Linked DNA regions of Mus musculus: region 2 is linked to region 1. Evidence: chromatin contacts called from public HiChIP or PLAC-seq data. All regions are on one chromosome and are shown on one strand. The core of a region is the stretch at or near the end of the contact, and the rest is flanking DNA. Distances in the headings are between cores, read along the strand shown.

What was found. HiChIP or PLAC-seq counts read pairs in DNA pulled down with a chosen protein or histone mark.
Region 2: a contact with region 1 is called in an H3K27ac HiChIP or PLAC-seq map of heart atrium, with 10 read pairs. The contact joins the enhancer-like site here to the promoter of Spats2l in region 1. A contact is called at or near these places in 8 of 39 promoter capture datasets (the 3T3-L1 cell line, cranial neural crest, embryonic stem cells and 4 more), 6 of 484 Hi-C or Micro-C datasets (the AML12 cell line, cardiomyocytes, cortical neurons and 2 more), 13 of 115 datasets of contacts at active chromatin or transcription factors (embryonic forebrain, embryonic hindbrain, embryonic limb bud and 6 more) and 2 of 9 other capture datasets (adipose tissue and liver).

What each region holds. Positions count from the first base shown.
Region 1 is chr1:57,773,489-57,776,188 of GRCm38.p6, forward strand. Spats2l (spermatogenesis associated, serine-rich 2-like) reads left to right here and starts at 1,373. Exons shown (of 14, transcript NM_144882.4): 1 at 1,373-1,536.
Region 2 is chr1:57,889,125-57,891,824 of GRCm38.p6, forward strand. The region is part of intron 7 of Spats2l (spermatogenesis associated, serine-rich 2-like); the gene reads left to right. Among named protein-coding and RNA genes, the nearest start is that of Kctd18, 80 kb to the right of the region's middle. Within about 2 kb of position 1,252, at least 50 of the 459 cell types and tissues checked have an H3K27ac peak or open chromatin away from gene starts, as enhancers often do. A contact at or near this core is called in cardiomyocytes, embryonic stem cells, extraembryonic endoderm stem cells and 4 more, where this site is marked.

The sequences.
Region 1 (2,700 bases), core at 123-2,622:
TTAATTCTTTCAAATTCAATAAGCAATAGGGTGGCATTTGTCCTTGACTTGTACAGAAGCTGGCTTTTCCGTCTGCACAAAGGTTGGGCCAGACTGGGTTCAAATTCTTCCTCTAGTTACTAGTTGAAAACTTAGACAAGCTATTTAACTTTTTGTCTCCTTTCTTTATTTGCAAATAAGCGAAAAAAAAACATACCTACCCACTGAGTTTATCTGAAGGGTTGGATCAGATACTAAATAAAGCACACTCATTCACCAATCCAGCCTATGGGGTGGGAGAAAACTCCCAGTCAGGTAAGAAAATGAGTTATTTCCTTTCATCTCTTCTTTTAATCAGAGTGACCTTTGTCAACTGGGCTATGATGTATTGTAGATCCGAATGTTACCTGAAAGTGTAATTCGTTTCAAATAACGACTCCCTTAAATGGAATACAATTCCGCTGTTCTGAGCTTGAGAGGCGAAACCGACTGATTTGATATTTGTAGAGGGCTGAGAGCCAGGAAGCCCCCCACCCCACTCACCCAAGGAACAGTTACTGCTCAGAGAAAGGGCGGCTAGGAAGTTACCCTTCAAAAATAAACCTGAGAGCAGCCTGCATTTCCCTCTGCTGCCTCTGGAAGAGGTGTGCGATCTAAAGTGCGTCCATCATGAATAATGCTTGCCTTTCCTCTCCCAACTACTGCACTCCCAGGCAGAAACATCACCAGCCGCTGCCACTGGGTAGCTCAGGGCAGCTCAGTGGGTGATCACGCACGATTAGATGCCCGCGTGAGACCCGGAGTGAAGACGAGGAGCCAAAACACTTCAGCTCAGTCTGATTTCAAAGGTCGGGCTGAGCCCCCAGAGCTCATCCCAGGGCCTGATTTTCCGCGGCTTTTCCGAATAAGCTATCTTTGTTTACATTTGAGCTTGGCTCACTCCCAGAAAGCATTACTACCTTCTGTCCGGAGAAGCATCTCGCCTTTGCAGACGGTGCTGGGGCAGCAAAGTTCGTTTTCCTGGGTAGGGAAGAGCGATTCTCTTGCTCCTCACGCGGGTAGTACCCAGTGTTTGGACAGTAGTGGGCAGTTTAGGGTAGGTGGAGGTTTGGAGGGGAAGGGGAGAAGGTTGGTGCGGGGCAAGCCAATGAAGTGCTGAAGCTGTATGGGGGATTCTTCTAGAAAGTAGGGTGGGAAAGGAGCTAGGGAGGGCGTGTGGAGGGACAGGATCCGTGTCAGAACGTGCGTGTGAGCGGATACAAAACCCAGGGAGGCGTGATCGGCGGCGTGTGTGCAAGCCCGAGCGAGGGGCGCCGGCGGGGTGTGTGCTCCTGGTGAGTGACACGGAGGGGCGGGCGGCCGCCGGGAGGGGGCGGCTGCGCGGGCGGGAGTGTCCCTGCGTGGGGCTGGCGGCGCGGAGTTGAGGCAGTGAAGGAATCCAGCCTGCCCAGCGGCCCAGCGGCCCTACCGCCGCTTTCCCTCAGCTCGCTCTCCGCGCTGCAGGGGCCGCCAGCGCCGCGCCCCGGCCCGGGACAGAGCAGCCGCGCTCGCAACGAGGTAAGCCCGGGTCCCCGGGTCGGGCGGCTCACCAGGGCCTGCGTGGCCAGGGTGGGGGCGATCGACCAGCCGAGCGCCCGAAGGCCGCCTCCCGGGGCACTGGGTGTGGCCCGAGCTTGGCCGACCGGACGCGGAGGTCGCGGTCCTTGCCTTCCCCCGGCGGGTGGTGGGGACAGCGGCGGAACCGATCGCGGACTCGGCCTGCCCTGCTCCACGCGGGCGCCCCCCTGCGCTCCAGCTCCGCGCCGCCGATCTGCCTGCCCGGAGCGGGGCCGCAGGTCCCGAGCGCCCCGCACCCCTCGGCACCGGCGGGATCGGGTCCCAGCGTTCGCGTGCGCGCGTCGAGGGCGCGCAGGGCAGGCGGGAGGGGGCGCCCAGGCCGCCGGACCGAGCGATGTCATTGCAGGGTCTGGGCAGAAAAGCCCCCCGGAGCCCGCGGGCGCCGCGGACTGCAGCCCGGAGCGAGGGTCGTTTCTGAGTCGCGGAGACAACTTGAGTTTTGCGCATCTGGGGAGATAGCAGAGCTTCTGGCGCTCTGCTGGGAGTTCCGTGTTTACTGCGGACACCGGGGTGAAGGATCCAGCCTTCACCTGGACGGGAATGCGACGGAAACCTCCCATCCTTTCCTTCCTCCTTGCGAGTGGAGCCTTCCAGTGCGCAGTAGGGTCGGCATTTGTGAACTTGATGGGTTTTCGGCTCACAGCAGTCCTGGTTTTTAGCAGGTGCCAAGGTTGTGGAGACCTGACACACTCATTAAAGATTCTTTGTAGACAGCATTTTGCTTTGAGTGCAGCACAATCTCTATAGTGTGAGACTAGCGAAAAACCCTTGAACTTCAACCACAGCGCCGTCCTTTCCTTCCATAAAACACATGTAATATTTCACTTGCTTATTTAAAATACTAAAGTATCTGACCCCTTTGCAGCCCCGAAGATTTTAAAGGGGAGAGGGACACGGAAATTTTAGAATTTGTGCAGAGATAGAGTAAGGTCGTGCGGTCTTTATACCGTCATTCAATTTTGTTTTAGAGGAGCATTCATTGCTACTCAGACTCTGTTTCCAGAGAGTAAGCAAATGTGCAGTATGGCAGAGAAAAGAAAGGACAGGAAGTCAGAAATAGAAAAAGACTATTCAAGTAGTAGAAAAAAATATTTTGAAAGAACT
Region 2 (2,700 bases), core at 2-2,501, 120 kb after region 1:
CTTTTCTAGTGAAGAATGAGTGGCGGGAAGTCATTAGGTGAGTTTGTCAAGGGCCTACTCCATGAGCATCCCACATGCTGTGATCATAAATTTTAAAACATGTTTGTAACTGGTTAGGTTTTTATCTCCCAAAGATAATAAAGGTCCATCGTGAAGTTGATGCCAAACTGTTAAATGACTAAAATGCTTGTTCAATCTATCAGAAATTCTAGGCCCATTGATAAACGAATCGCAGGTGGATGCCAGAACTTGTATACTCTACACCTCTTTTTTGAAAAGGAAGGATGAGACAGACCCTTAAACCCTGTTTTCATGGGGAAACCTAGGCTCCTTGGATGGAGAGGTCAAGGGACTAACAGTCTCTTTACCTCCTCTAGTTGGCAAAACTTGACTCCCTGCGGCCCGTCTACATTGCAGTGCAGAGTTAATGCTAAAGCCATGAGCTCTCTAATTCCTAAAAATAAAATTTTTAAAATGTATAATTGAAAAATTAGAAAAAAGTAATAGTAACAAAGCCATATAATGATATTCTGTGCTTGAGTGGGTTCACAGCATGAGCCTGAAAGAACTCTTCAGGCTACTCGTGGCGGTACATTTATCAGGCTCTCCGGTAATGAAACTGGCTCAACAAAGCTTGCCTTGAACGCCCCGCCGGGCAGGAGGCTATGGACATGTGCAAGGTGTGTTTTATCTTTTTATAACACCTTGACATTCAGGATCTCACTTTTTAAAAAAGTCTTAAACAGAATCATTATGCTGGCACGGGGAAAGTTAGCTTTAAGTTAAGATGTATGCAGGCGTCTGAGGGGTGTTAGTGTGACTTCCTACATGAAAAATCACCACCCAGAGCCCCTGTCCTTCAGGCTGTAAATATAGCGCTGTCATTTGGGCCGGGACTGTGTGTCAGCACATAGCTTGGAATTCAGAGGGCGTTTAAGCCTGAGTGTAGTTTGTTTTTTGTCTTTTGGGGTTTTTTTCTTCTATATTTTAGAAGTTTTAATAACAGCTCAGATCCTTTACACAGTCCAATCAAAACCATCCTGTTTTCAAATCTTAAGTCAGGCAAGGAGACAGAGGTTTATTCTTCACTAAGAGCAGCACTAAAGATAGTAATTTTTACCCCCTAAGGCCTCCAATCTAAATGTCTAAACACCTTGGAGTCTGGTTTCACCCAAGCCTTCCTCCTTCTCTGATTTCGAGCCTTATCTCTGTTTGGGCTAGAATAGGAAATCACATTCCTCTCTCTTTCTCCAGCTGGACACATGCCCATGGAGGAGGGGAGGAGAGGGACGGTGGCCACCAACAGCTTCCCTTGTATTGTATCTCTCATCCTGAAAGCTTTCTGGGAATCCACATCTTCTTTTCCTGTTTGTCACAAAGGAGGACTCCCTGCTGTGTTGGCCTCCACAACTCAGTCTACAGTCTGCCCCTATCCATGTCTCTGCTGTCCTATACAATACAAACTCCGTGAGGGGCACAGAACTGCCTCCTCGCTCTCAAAGTGGAATAAACCAAACAAGAAAGATGGGGGGCTTGTTATTTCATAATGTGCTTGTTTGTGCCCCTTTGTGCTTGCTGCAACTGCAAACACCCTAGCACTGTTTTGTGTTTCCAAGCAGATTTTTTTTTCCGTGTTACTATTGGCAGGAGCTCCAATGTGATCTCTCCTGCTCCTCTAAGCCCTGAGTTGGGCCAGAGGATTAGAAGAGATCAACAGGAAAGCTGCTAGCCTAGAACTTTCATAATGAAGCTAAGGCCATGAAGTCAAATGGCATAATATATCAGGAGCAAGAAGACTTGGCGTGTCTAGCAGTGGAAATGTCTGGGTTCAAACCCCGGTCTTGTTCAGTTACGGGTATGTGACCCTGGAAAAGTTACGTGCTCTGTGTTTCATCTTATTCCCCTGCACAACAGAAAAGTCTAACTGTTCCAAGGTTTGGGTGAACAATGAATGAGCTCTGTGGTGTGCTTAGCACGTCCCTGACATAGAGGCCAGCACCGTGGTGCTGCTTTAGTCCAGGAGCACATATTTCTGAGCATCTGATGCATGCCGGGTGTTTTTATACTGGAGATGAGCCAGGTGACCATGCTTTTCCTCCTGGGGAGTTTGTGTCCTCTGTTGGGTGAGGAAAATAGACGATAAGCCAGCATAAAACTAAGGCACCAGGATGATTGGAGATTCCAAAAGTCATGAAGGCTACCTACCTGAAGGCATGGTTGCTGTGTGGGGGCTTCATCTGAGACCATGCTATAATGTAAGCATCTGAAAAGCCGACACTGCAGCCCAACTCCAGCTTCTTCAGTGTCTCATGCCAGGGTGTGGGGGCCTCAGCAGCCAATTCTTTTTTCGAATTTAAACTTAGTATGCAACTTAGAGAAGCCTTCTAATTACAACCATAGGTTTTTGCTTTCTTTAAAAACTTAATGATATAACACTTTATAGAGAGCCAAGATCATGTACTCGCATATGAACACACATTTTGTTGTTATTTTAAAGCACGTAATCACCTTTTCGGTTCCTCTTTAATTATTATTTTATCACCTAAGTTCTTGGCTCATTTCCATGTAGGGGATTCATCAGCCTTAGCCTCTGCTTGTGGCGGAGTTGTGCAGCTAATTTCAGGAGAGGCCTTCAGTTATGGTATCATTGTCTCAAATCTCGGCTTTCGTTCTCAGGGTAGTATAGAGCAGAAGTGGACA